4 separate regions of the Mus musculus genome follow, and all the other regions are linked to region 4. The links are chromatin contacts, called in public Hi-C and HiChIP or PLAC-seq maps. All regions are on one chromosome and are shown on one strand. Each heading gives the region's core, a stretch centred on a gene start, on an enhancer-like site or on the middle of the called end of the contact. The rest is flanking DNA. Distances are from core to core; before and after follow the strand shown.

What was found. A called contact is a pair of places that touch in the nucleus more often than the background predicts. HiChIP or PLAC-seq counts read pairs in DNA pulled down with a chosen protein or histone mark.
Region 1: an H3K4me3 HiChIP or PLAC-seq map of embryonic limb bud shows a contact between it and region 4, with 5 times the contacts expected there. The contact joins the enhancer-like site here to the promoter of Twist1 in region 4. A contact is called at or near these places in 7 of 39 promoter capture datasets (cranial neural crest, frontonasal cranial neural crest, hippocampal neurons and 4 more), 3 of 484 Hi-C or Micro-C datasets (embryonic limb bud, myocytes and ventricular fibroblasts), 9 of 115 datasets of contacts at active chromatin or transcription factors (craniofacial prominence, embryonic basal ganglia, embryonic forebrain and 6 more) and 1 of 9 other capture datasets (embryonic stem cells).
Region 2: an H3K4me3 HiChIP or PLAC-seq map of embryonic limb bud shows a contact between it and region 4, with 4 times the contacts expected there. The contact joins the enhancer-like site here to the promoter of Twist1 in region 4. A contact is called at or near these places in 1 of 39 promoter capture datasets (liver) and 4 of 115 datasets of contacts at active chromatin or transcription factors (embryonic forebrain, embryonic limb bud, forebrain and 1 more).
Region 3: a Hi-C map of embryonic stem cells shows a contact between it and region 4, with 5 times the contacts expected there. The contact joins the promoter of Efcab10 here to the promoter of Twist1 in region 4. A contact is called at or near these places in 8 of 39 promoter capture datasets (the 3T3-L1 cell line, 3T3-L1-derived adipocytes, cranial neural crest and 4 more), 11 of 484 Hi-C or Micro-C datasets (B cells, LSK cells, embryonic fibroblasts and 2 more), 8 of 115 datasets of contacts at active chromatin or transcription factors (astrocytes, craniofacial prominence, embryonic limb bud and 4 more) and 2 of 9 other capture datasets (embryonic stem cells and liver).

The regions. Positions count from the first base shown.
Region 1 is chr12:34,635,804-34,639,176 of GRCm38.p6, forward strand. The region is part of intron 3 of Hdac9 (histone deacetylase 9); the gene reads right to left. Among named protein-coding and RNA genes, the nearest start is that of Gm46347, 150 kb to the right of the region's middle. Within about 2 kb of position 1,833, at least 6 of the 459 cell types and tissues checked have an H3K27ac peak or open chromatin away from gene starts, as enhancers often do. A contact at or near this core is called in embryonic limb bud, where this site is marked.
Region 2 is chr12:34,593,438-34,596,480 of GRCm38.p6, forward strand. The region is part of intron 3 of Hdac9 (histone deacetylase 9); the gene reads right to left. Among named protein-coding and RNA genes, the nearest start is that of Gm46347, 190 kb to the right of the region's middle. Within about 2 kb of position 1,489, at least 7 of the 459 cell types and tissues checked have an H3K27ac peak or open chromatin away from gene starts, as enhancers often do. A contact at or near this core is called in embryonic limb bud, where this site is marked.
Region 3 is chr12:33,393,331-33,396,208 of GRCm38.p6, forward strand. It overlaps Efcab10 (EF-hand calcium binding domain 10), which reads left to right and starts at 1,524. Exons shown (of 4, transcript NM_029152.1): 1 at 1,524-1,868. The coding sequence starts at 1,760. Atxn7l1os2 (ataxin 7-like 1, opposite strand 2) reads right to left here and starts at 1,430. Exons shown (of 4, transcript NR_131031.1): 1 at 1,367-1,430.
Region 4 is chr12:33,956,052-33,959,197 of GRCm38.p6, forward strand. It overlaps Twist1 (twist basic helix-loop-helix transcription factor 1), which reads left to right and starts at 1,620. Exons shown (of 2, transcript NM_011658.2): 1 at 1,620-2,587; 2 at 3,119-3,146. The coding sequence starts at 1,927. The coding sequence ends at 2,547.

The DNA.
Region 1 (3,373 bases), core at 583-3,082, 680 kb after region 4:
CCACCCGTCACCTTACCAGGCCTGCCTCAGTTCTCACACTGTTCCTCTGGATGGATGGATCATTAGTGCTGACACAGTTCCTTCTGCCCAGAAAGCTGATATCCCCACAGTGGGAATCACTGTTTAGCTCCTCGGGCTCACGGGGTGTCTTTCAACTCTTCCCACTTGTGATACTGGGCTCACACATGAAACTTTAAAAAGACCTCACTTGCAGACTGCCTCGGAGGCCAAATTAGAATTTGTTGAGTGTGACTTAACTCACTGGTCTGCCTGAGCTCATTCAGATTCCACGAACAACCGGCTTGTAGAGAGAAAACAATTATTCAACAATTATTCAATAATTGGGGTGACTGCTGGCTATGGCAAACATTCAAGTCAAAGGGGCCACCCCAGGCCTGCAAAGAACCTGCTCTCCTGCCCAGAACCTCAGATGGAGCAAGAGAGAGAACATTTACTTGAGTCTGCACAATGAGGGGAGGCTTACAGCTAATGTCAAAACTGAGGTGAATTCTGTTTTCGCTAGTACAAGGTAATTCAAGATGGAATAGGGAATAGAGTTCAAACATCCTGTGAGTGCAAACTGACTCTGAGTTCTTAAACCCTTTCATATACCTCATGGGACAAAGAAAACCATTTGATACCATAATTGTTTTAAAAAGATATGAGAAAATGAGAGAAGAGATAACTGTGACAGAACATAGCAATTAATAATACATCTATTTTCTGCTGCTATGTCTGTATAAACATTCAGTATGATTAGTTTCTATTGTTTGTTGCTGAATCGTAATTTGTTCCAATATACAGATTATAATAGGTATGCAAAAATACCAAAAATAGATTTACTAGCTTATAGTATAAAATTAGAATCAACGGGAGAAATCATGCACACAAACACTCACACACACACTCACACACACACACACACACACACACACATACACACACACACACGTACTTCATCACAAGCATTTATTTAGTTAACTCCATTAATCAGATTTTTAAAGAAAAATAGATTTTTAAACTTACTTAATGTTCTTCCTACAAATATTAACTTTGGAAGCGAGCAAGCATAATAGATATATTCTATAAGAAAAACTAAACAGAACACACTACACGCCCCCTATGCTCAGACACCCACATTAGAGCGTGTGGAGGGAAAATCACTCCCATGCCTACATATCACTGGGTTGAAACCCATGCCTGGATTATTGCTGTGGAGCAGTGGGCAAGGTTTATTTAGGAAATTTCATGCCGAGCTTCTGAAGTATTCACCCTACCCCTTTCCACACATAATTCAATATAAACACTTTTCTTCTGACAGACATTTTAAAAGATCAAAGTGCAGAACAAAGGCAGAAAGTGACATGAAGCTCAAGCTCAGGACCATTGAGATGAACGGATGGATTAACCAGAAAATTCATGGTGACACCTCAGCCCTGCACAAGAGGTTCTGTTTATGTGATTACAGTTCCATTGCTTTGGAGATCCCAACCACAGAACAGCCACTCTCCTCTGTACCCCATCAGGAGACCCTGTAATATTTCAACAAGTCCATATATCAACGCCAATCAGGGCCATTCACCTGACATCTCATTATCGGCTTTAAGCAACTGGATGTCATCGAGGGAGGGACAAACAGCTCATTGTGCACAACATCACAGACCAAATAGAACCCTTATGCAAAATGTGTCAAACGAAATCCAGAATACGGTCAGCAAGGGCTAGATAAAAGTCAAATAAAATAAACGGGGTGTGGTGGAATGCACCTCTTAGGAGCACATGATCCAACGGCCGCACACTTCGGATTTAAAGACACGTTACAAGCAGCAGTGCTCAGCTAAACAAAGCGATACAGCACACTTGAGTTACAGAATCAGATTAGGAGTGAAGCTCTAAGGACACAGACTGCTCTGACCTAGGGTATGAGAGAGAGAGAGAGAGAGAGAGAGAGAGAGAGAGAGAGAGAGAGAGAGAGAGAGAGAGAGAGAGAGAGAGAGGCTGTTTAGGTTCACGAGCTGCAGTTCAGTATTTTCAGCAATTTCCAGGCACTCTCTAAATTAAGGTTTTCAGCAATGCCGTACACCATCATGTTAGTTTTAGAATATGGCGAAACATCAAAATCCTGGCCAACGGGGCTCCTTTCGCTGCTAGCTTGAAGGGATATGCAATTAATTATATTTGAGATTTATGGGATTCTAACAAGAACCACACTGACTGGATGGCTAGTGACTACAAGAACAAGGTAAACTACTTGGGGCTGGAAGAAACTATAGGGAATATAAGCACAATGGTTTGCAGGAATAGATTTATTTGTAATAACTTATAGTCCAGCCTAATAAAAGTCATACCCCCTTAGAGAATCATTATCTCCATTGACAAGTTATGCTTATTCATAAAAATAAAAAATAACTGAAAAACTAAATCAAAAGCTAAACAAAAACAAAAACAAAAACAAAAAATTCTTCTTGAAAATGCTTTAAACATTAAAAGAAAAACATTGAGTGGGAGTGGGTGGGTTGGTGAGCAGGGAGAGGGGGGAAGCGATAGGGAGTTTCTGGAGGGGAAACTAGGAAAGGGGATAACATTTGAAATGTAAACAAAGAAAATATCCAATAAAGAAAAATAAAGAAAAACAGTTTCCTAACAGTTTTGGCACAATAATTAGCCAAAATTCACCAAAGAATTCCTTCGGATTCTAGAAGGTTTTTAATTGCCTATGTGAAGCCACAATTACCCAGCTGCTTTGCACCTCATTTCTGAGGGCAAAGGGGAAGGCAGAGAGTGCACATCTCTTCCTGCTTCTGCAGGGACCACAGGGCTCTTCTATAAAGATGCTTGCCATGGCCATGCAAGCTTCCCGGAGCTGACGGAACTCAGGACGTTTCACATATGAGTAGAAACACCGTGGAAGGCATAAGTCAATACGCAACAGGTAGGTAGTGCACATAAGTAGAAACGCCGTGGAAGGCAGAAGTCAATACGCAACAGGTAGGTAGTGCACATAAGTAGAAATGCCGTGGAAGGCAGAAGTCAATACGCAACAGGTAGGTAGTGCACATAAAACACTTGCTATGTCAGGACACTCGTTTGCAAATATTCAAGACATGGAGGAAAAAAACAGGTTAAAAAAAAAAAACACTGCTGTAGAAAGTAATCATGGGGTTTTGATCACTTTTTGATGGGGATTTCCTAAAAGAGAACTTTCAAAGGGTGAAATGTTTATATCACAAGCAGTGTGATGTTCTACTGTCACAGAGGCAGAGCATATTCTTAAAGGATTCTCAAGCAACTCGGGCTTTGGCTACACTTCTAATTTGTGAGGTCCAAGATACATGATCTGGCTCTTCTGTATAATCAACAAATGATGGGCGAG
Region 2 (3,043 bases), core at 239-2,738, 640 kb after region 4:
GTTTGAATTCTGTGTTTCTGGTCAGAAAGGGTTTGGAGACGTTCAAACCGGCAGTAGCACTGTCTCCCTGGGTCCACTCACTCACTCCTTCTTGCTTGCAGTGGTCAACCTCACTGGCTAGGGCCTCAGCTTCCACAGGGCAAGCTGCCATCCTTCCATCTCTGAATCCTGGCTCCCAAGCTCCTATATCCCGGATGCTTCCTCATTCCCATTATAGAAAACCAATTAAAAAATTTAAACAATGAATTTGAAGATTGTTTACTTTCTCACCAACATGTAAAAATGGATATATTACCTTCAAACTAAAACATCATATGGTTAACAAGAGAATAAGCGAAATTGTAATGTGTTCAATGGTCCTATTTTAAGCTTTCTTAACACTAAGAGAAGGGAATAGAGGCTTTCTCCCATAAAGGAAAAAGCTAAAAGGAATGATGAATTTAAAGTTATAAAGAAAAAACTATTATTCATTTTCCTACTCTTAATTAAAACTAATTGATTTTAATGTCTCTCTACATTAAAATTGGCTATAACCCTAATTACAAAGGGTGCATTCTCAGGAGGCGGGATGGCTAACTCAGTCAACATCTAAGAGAGAGTTTTTTTCTCTGAAAACCACTTGTAAAACATAGGAAAATACAGCTTCTAATGAGCTGCAATCATATCACTTTTTTCCCACTAAACTGAGTTACTTATGTGGTACACACCACTAGCCACAGTATGCATTTCCATTTCCTGATGAAAAGATAAACTCCAAAAAGGAAATGTGCTAACACTTAAATACGACATAAGTGTAATTAAGCAAATTCTGTCTTCTGAAGAAAGCATAAAAATGTCAGATTTACAGCATTTTATGTGGCAGAAGCACTGTTTATATAAGGCAGTTTGTGCGAGTCGAGAGGTGTATGCAGATGGTCACTAAACACTAGTCTCAAAGAGGTAACACTGGGCCAATTATTTTTTTATGCTTCTGTCTATAAATATTATACGTTCCCAATTTCTATGAAAAAGAGACCCGTACTTGAGATCCATAAAGATTCCCTCATCACCTTATATTGTCCAAGAGTATTAAAGTCTCGATTTTCACAACAGGCACACGAAATATACGCTTTTATGATATATTACTAGTATAGGAACTTATATCTCTCTGCCCTTGAACCACCTGCAAATTTTAATAGTCATGTATCACCAGGGTACCAGAAACTCATAAAGTTTAACCTGCCAATTAACAAGTAGGTAAAGTTCCAGCCCTGTGCCATAATTCGCTTGCTTTCAAGACACAGCAGAACTTTACAGTTTTTTTCTTGAATTCTTTCTTTTGCAATCTCGTGGTGTTCCAGCACTGATACTTTAGAAATCGGTAGGAAGTAAAAGCTGATAATGTTGCTGAAGATTATGTCCTTATGGAGGACGTGAAGTTAATGAAAATGTGGAAGTCTAAAAATGGATATGATTATCTCCACAAAGCTGCTACCTGAAACATTTCCTGTGCAGCAGGTGCTCTTCCTTTGGCTTCAGCCCGTCCCTCTCTCAGAGCTGTGATCTGTAGCTGCACTGACTTCCTTTTAGCAAGAGCTTGAATTAGAAATTACACCTTTATTAGGATCATATGTATATATCCATAATTCCAGAGGTGAGACCCATAAAAACTCAGCAATGCAAAGAAACCAGTGCAAGTAAGTAAGGGCCCCCTAATTATTTTTTTTTGTAACAATGGTAATGTCTACTAAGGCCATTCCAATAGGATGACCTCAGGGCAGTAAGTTTCATAAATAGCCCATTACTGTGAGGGCTCATGACCAACCCAGCTAGTCATATGAGGAGTTACTGCCATGTTAAGAAGTCAGTTTTTTTTTTCTTCTGAACTTACAGTACTAGGTGGAAATATTTTCTTTTCCCAGTGCTTCCTTTACATGAACTAGTCTCCCAGGAGAGAATTAACAGAGTTATGCCAGAAGGGTAGTAGGAATATTATTGTATGATAACTGCTTTGGGTATGGCAAAGAATGTCCAACTATTCATTCACTCCTATCTTATTGACCATAACTCTACTCATTAACTATAGATTATACATAAAGGAACACAAATGATGGGCCTGATAATCCCATGAAAAAACAATAAGGCTGGGTCTTCAATATTTACTGATTTAATATAATGCATTTAGCATCATATTTGTGAAATAATAATGATTATTATAATATTGGCACATTGAGTGCCAATATTGTACTGAGCACAATTTTATTGCTTCTACCTACACCATCTCCTTTAATCTCCCCAGTCAGACAAAAAGAATATAAAACTATAAGGTTAAGTGATTTGTTCAGCAACAACTGAGTAGGGCCAGAACTCAAACCCACTCTGTCAGGCTGTAAATCATTTACTTTTCTTTGACTTTTCTTTAATATTCCACTCTTAAAGGATCTCAATCTTACCTAGACAGAACCTAGAAATATTGGCAGAAGGAAGTTCACCTGGATTCCCCTTAACAACTGGGATAGCAGCTGCCTCTTTCTTAGGTCTCAGGAACACAGTCTGCATTGAGTTGCAGAATGCTTTGGCAGGCTTACTACTACACTAGCGGCAGGCACATCCCAGCGCTTAAGCACTGAGTTCATAAATGCTTTGACAACTTTCGAGGATCCTAAGGACATGCGATGCATCAGGTAACTATTCACTATGAGGGGATAGAAGCTTTGTTGTTTGTTTGTTGGAGAGTTTCCCTCACAAACTGACCAATATCCTGATCCTAACGGTCATTTAGACACTTTGGCTTCATTTCCCAAAATCTGCTTCACACTTGTTACCTATAACATCTCTACAGTGTCACTAGAGAGAAGTTTTAATGTGCAATGTGATCTGGCCCTGGTGAACAACCGATTCCTATTACAGGGATGCTCAAGTTATAACTTTTCTTTGGCAGAGAAGAAATGATTCTTCAGAGCAAAAAAACAAAATCCAAATTGAATTCAAATAGGTTTTTTTTTTTTACAAAAAGAATAAAAAATCAGTAATTCTTTGTTAAAGCTGAAGATTAGGAAATTTA
Region 3 (2,878 bases), core at 274-2,773, 560 kb before region 4:
CCCTCCTCCTCCTCCCCCTCCCTCTCCCCCTCTCCCCCTTCCCCTCCCCACCCCAACCTCATGTGTGTGTGTTCCAGAGGAAAGGGGTGGGGAATGGGGTTGCCAAAGCCAAGAGGGTCTAGAGGAGCTGTGCGATTACAGGTAGTTCTAAGGAAAGACAGGAAAGGAGGGCAGGAAGGGGCGCAATAGCCTGGTTGGGCCTAAGGAAATGTCAGGTGAAGAGGGCCACCAGGTAGTCTTAAAGACACTTACTGTCTAAGCCCAGCCTTGAGCCTATTGCATGTAACGAACTGCACTGTTTTTGCTGTATATGCAAATTTTTCTTGTATAGACATATAATGGCTTAATTACAGAAAACAAATACTTTTAATATTTTCCCACTGTCATTCATCAGCATGCATGAAATCTGTGTATTAGACTGTATTCAAAGGATTAATTTGTTCATTAATTTATTTTACTGAACTGCCTCTGCCCTCCCTCCTCATCCTGGGATTACAGGTGTTCATATTTATATCCTGCTATAATTTATGAGTTAATGTTTTGTTTGAGGTTGCCGGGATTAAATCTAGAGCCTCCCTCACACTGAACTCATCTATGCCCCTCTGGCCATTTTAAATAGGGTCTTTTTTTTCTTGTTCATTTAGATTTTGGGAGTATTGTTATGGCAAAGCGGGAGATCTAACCTCCAGTCTGGATATTCTAGTCAAGTGCTATACCATTGAGCTATGACCTAGTCGCAGATGTTTGGTTTGTTGCCGTGAATGGCATAAGAAGAATAAAATAAAATCATTAAAGTATGTTTTTGACTTGGGGAAAAGATAATTTCCAAGAATTACTGGCCTGTCCCTAAATATACATCAGCCAATTTGTATTATGTATTTCTGTTATGTAGCGTTTTTGGCCTTGACAATTATAAACTCAAAATACCAGCCAACTTTGAAAAAACGTTGAAGATGCTCTGTGCTTTGCAGTATCAAGTATTCAGCTGGCGTTTAATTCCTTAAAATAAGCAAGCACCTACGTGCACATTGGTACACAAATTTGCTTTTATTGTTAATGATGTTTACAAAGCAAAACGTTTTGCTTTGATTTAGTTTGTTTTGGTTTTCTGAGACAGGGCTATATATCCCAGGATGTTCTTCACTTCTGTTTGTAGCCAAGGATGCCATTGAACCCTTAATCTTCCACCCCCAAGTGCTGGTACTATAGACAGGCATGCATCATTGCACCTGACTTCAAAGAACTTTCTTTAAATTATATATCTATTTTATACAGGGTTGCACAGGAAATGTGTTAAAAGAGTTGAAAGTGGAGAATCATTACCGAGTGTAGTTCAGCAGAAAACACCCAAGCTCAATATCCATACCTGAGACCTCCTGCCAGGGCAACCCTGAGGGCTGCTCACCCAGAAAATGCTATTTAGGATTCTTAGAACTGCTAACGTTCTTTTCTCATTGATAAATCCTAGGTTCCCATCATTAAAACCTCATTCTGGAACAAACAAGTACAGGAAGCAGGAACCCGGACCAAACAAGCTCAGCCTCTGTGTTGGCAACTGCATCACAAGCTGGTGTCACAGACTGCCCGCCACACCCCTGCTTCTTCCTCAGGGGTGTGGAAGGGGGTTGTCCTGGTACCTGGGAGGGAAGAGGAGTGGGGCTGGGGAAGGTGAGGTGTTTCACGTGAATGAGCACGAAAGGGGCGGAGTTGGGCCCCCTGGAGGCTGCCTGGTCGCCTAGCAACGGCTCAGCTAGGAAACATGGAGCCTGTGGCTGACCGGGAGCTTCAGGCCAAGCTGTATTTAGAAAGACATCGGATCATGGAATTGCTGAATCAACTTACTAGCTTCCTCCTCTTTGCCCGACCAAGTAAGGGTCTTGTCTCCATTGGCTTTCTGACTCTCTCTCCCCCATCAAAGGGTCACCAGCACGCCGCTTCCCTCCCTATAGCCAGCCCTCTTCACTCGCTCCATTCCCTGCTTCCCCACGAGTGGAGGAGCCCTGCCGGAGTTCGAAGGCTCTATGAGCCCCTCACCCTCCACGCATATCCCCAGCTCTGAGTCAAACGTGATAAATGTCCTCTTGGTGCCGCAAGGAATGGTAGGGAGGCTGGCAGAGTCTGCGAGTGGCAGAGTCTGGGGACTGCCTAGCTCCAGGTCCACCCCTTATAGTTATGAGTGCTTGAAGCAAGGCTGAATGTCTGTCTCTTCCATGGGAAAATGGAGATAATAGTACAGATCTAATGGGGACAGAGCGAACACCGGGGACGGGGGGCGGGAGGGGGGTTCACATAAATTATAGCTATATCAGCCTTGGCCAGGCAAGCAATAGATCTTTTCAATTCAATTCTAAGGAGTCTCTGATTTATTAAGGGAGATAAACAATGGTTAGTGTGAGCTGCCAGGATCCTCCTGGGGAGCTAGGGTTTTTTCCTGGCATTTTTATAGATTAGACTCCTTCAAAGTTTGGGTTATTCCATAATTGTTATTGGTGCATGGTAAGACGTTACATTTGAGATGATGACAAGATTGCATCCTCCCAGGGTGAATTGAGCCTGCCGGCCTTCATGATAAGTCTCCAAAATTACAAAATGTTCATTTACTTCTCTGGAAAGGAAGCAGAAATACCATTCCAACGCAGAAAAACAAAACAAACAAAAAACCAAACCAAACAACAATAACAACAACAACAACAACAAAACCCGAAAAACAGTATAACCACTTAGGGGATGAGAAAAATATTTTGAAATATTTTATTGTATTTTTTAAAATGTATTCATTTAAACGTGTATAGGTGTTTTGCCTGCATATCTGGCTGTGTATCATGGGCGTGCCTGCATGCCTGTGTGCCTGGTCCCTGAAGCGGTTAGAAGATAAGTG
Region 4 (3,146 bases), core at 370-2,869:
TGAGAGCTTCAGCAGGACCCAGCCACGTGGCCTGCCCTGCGTCGCAGGGGCTCCGGCCTCCAGCTTCTCAGGAAGTCGGTGGCCGCGACCTTTGGTCCAACCCAGAAAGGGGCACTTGCTGAGCTGGCAGTTTCCCGGGGGATTGGCCAGGGGAGTGGGGATTGGGCGTTTAGCAAGGTCCTCAGCTTGGGAACAGGGCAGGAGTTCGAGACGCTCACCTCCACGCCCGCAAACTCTGCCCCTGAAACTCTGGCTACTTCCTCCGGACCCAGAATTGCCTTTCTGAGTAAGAGATCACCTTGTACCGGCTCCCTAAATCCCCATCCTACTTAAAAAACAGAAATAAATAAATAAAACATATTTAAAAAATGTAAAGAGCCCTGCAATCACTGGCTTCCATAGCCACTCTCCTTCTTGCTCATTAACCTCTCTGCTTCCACTTTTCCAGAATCCTTTTTGGGGTTTCAAGGTATTTGGTAAAAAAAAAAAAAAAAAAAAAAACAAAACAAAAAAAAAAAAACAAAAAAAACCGCTTGCAATCAACCAACATGGCTGAGTGCATTTGAGGCACCGGGAGCATAACTACTCACAAGATCTCCTAGGAAGACGAGAATATTGATCCCCCACCTTAAATGTATGGACTACCCAAGGTTAGCATGCAGGGCTTAATTTGGAGTTAGCGGACATGAAATGTTCTCAAGGTTCTCCTCCACCTAGGGCTGGCAGCGTGGAGCACCAAGGCTGCTCTATCTTTCCCTAGCTTTGCTCCCTTCAAAAGAACAAGGCTTTTCTCTGTAAAAGAATGAACTCCAGCCTAGGTCCAGCACCTTTGGAAGCACAGTCCTCTGAGAGCAGGGAAACTTTAGATTGGGTCACCGTAGCAGGAAAGGAGAGCCCAGACGTTTCTCCGGGAGGGGTGACACGGCAGGCCAGGGCGCAGATCCATAGCGCCCACGATGTGGCCACGTCTTGAGAACCGCCCTCGACCACAGGGCCAGGCAGCCGCGGGGAATCCCTTGGGACTAGAGGTTTCCGACTAGAGGTTTCCTCTACCTGACCGTTAGATGGACTCGGTTGTTGAAACTTTTCTTGCCTCGCAGCCCGGGCCCGAGCCACCCCCAAAGGGCCCGGAGAACTCCGAGGGATCCCAGGCGGGATGGGACATCACCCAGAGCGTCGAAGCCGCTTGCCACTACTGCTGTCACAGCCACTTGGGGAGGGGGAGACTGCAACAGCGACCCAGACAGTCCCCTGTTTGCGGTGCTGTGCTCGGGTGCGGGGGCGCTGGGCGCGCTCTGGCGCGGAAGGAAATCGCCCCGCGTCCTCCCCGAAGCGGAGGGGGAGAGCTGGGGGGGGGAGAGGGAGGGGAGAGGCGGGCGCAGGGGCTGGCCGCTCGGGCCAGGTCGGTTTTGAATGGTTCGCAGGACGAATTGTTAGACCCCGAGCAAGGGGGGAGGGGGCGAGGGAGGGGGGCTGGAAAGAGGAAACTTTCCTATAAAACTTCGAAAAGTCCCTCCTCCCCACGTCAGGCCAATGACACCGCTGCCCCCAAACTTTCCGCCCGCACGGAGGTATAAGAGCCGCCAAGTCCACAGCCCGCGCCCAACTCTCAGACACCTCGCGGGCTCGCCAGCACCGGCACCGGCTGCGCCAGGCCGGAACGGGGCGCGCTTGCGGCCGTCGGGCGCCTTCTTTTTGGACCTCGGGGCCCTCCACACCGTCCCCTCCCCCGCCCGCCTCCCTCCCCGCCTCCAGCGCCCTCCCCGCGGAGGTCCCCCCACCCCCATCCCGCCTCCCTGCGTCCTCCGGGCCGCACCGCCCGGGCCGGCGCCGAGCGCGGGGAAGCTGGCGGGCTAGGGCGCCCCGCTCCTCTGCTCTACCCTCCCCCGTCCCGGCTCCGCGAGGCCGCACGTCGCCGCCCGCGAGATGATGCAGGACGTGTCCAGCTCGCCAGTCTCTCCGGCCGACGACAGCCTGAGCAACAGCGAGGAGGAGCCGGACCGGCAGCAGCCGGCGAGCGGCAAGCGCGGGGCTCGCAAGAGACGCAGCAGTCGGCGCAGCGCGGGCGGCAGCGCGGGGCCCGGCGGGGCCACGGGCGGGGGCATCGGAGGCGGCGACGAGCCAGGCAGCCCGGCCCAGGGCAAGCGCGGCAAGAAATCTGCGGGCGGAGGCGGCGGCGGCGGCGCGGGCGGAGGTGGTGGCGGCGGCGGCGGCAGCAGCAGCGGGGGCGGGAGCCCGCAGTCGTACGAGGAGCTGCAGACCCAGCGGGTCATGGCTAACGTGCGGGAGCGCCAGCGCACGCAGTCGCTGAACGAGGCGTTCGCCGCCCTGCGCAAGATCATCCCCACGCTGCCCTCGGACAAGCTGAGCAAGATTCAGACCCTCAAACTGGCGGCCAGGTACATCGACTTCCTGTACCAGGTCCTGCAGAGCGACGAGCTGGACTCCAAGATGGCAAGCTGCAGCTATGTGGCCCACGAGCGGCTCAGCTACGCCTTCTCCGTCTGGAGGATGGAGGGGGCCTGGTCCATGTCCGCGTCCCACTAGCAGCGGAGCTCCCCACCCCCTCTGCAGGCCGGAGACCTAGGTAAGGACCGGCTCCAGGGATCGATCGGGCCAGGCCGCGGGTCCCCTGTTCACCTCGCCACCGTGCTGGGTATCCCCCCCCCATCCCCCTCCACTCTCCTCGCTGCCCTCCACCTAGCCAGGCACCGCCACCTCATTCCACCCGCATCCCTGGCAAGCAGTTCAGTCCCCACAGGGGAAACAGGTCCTAGGGTCGGGGAGAACCAGTGTGCCCAGGAGAGGTGTATGTGTGTGTGCGCGTGCGGGGGTGTGCATGACAGAAGATTGAGAAAGTCAAGCATAGGGGCCTTGTGCCCAAAACGCCATCCCCCAAACCCCTTTCTTTCTTCTTTAAAATTCCCTTCTTAAAACAACTGTTTCCAAATTCCACCCCCTCCTTTCCGCCCACCCACTTCCTCTTGCCCTTGGGCTGAAATCCTTCCAGGTTGTTCAGCGAAAATTCTCGCTGGTAGTGATAACAGGGCTTAGCGGTCATAGAAAACAGCCACAGAGACATCCTCAATAACCGACTTTCCCCTCTGGGTTTTTGCAGATGTCATTGTTTCCAGAGAAGGAGAAAA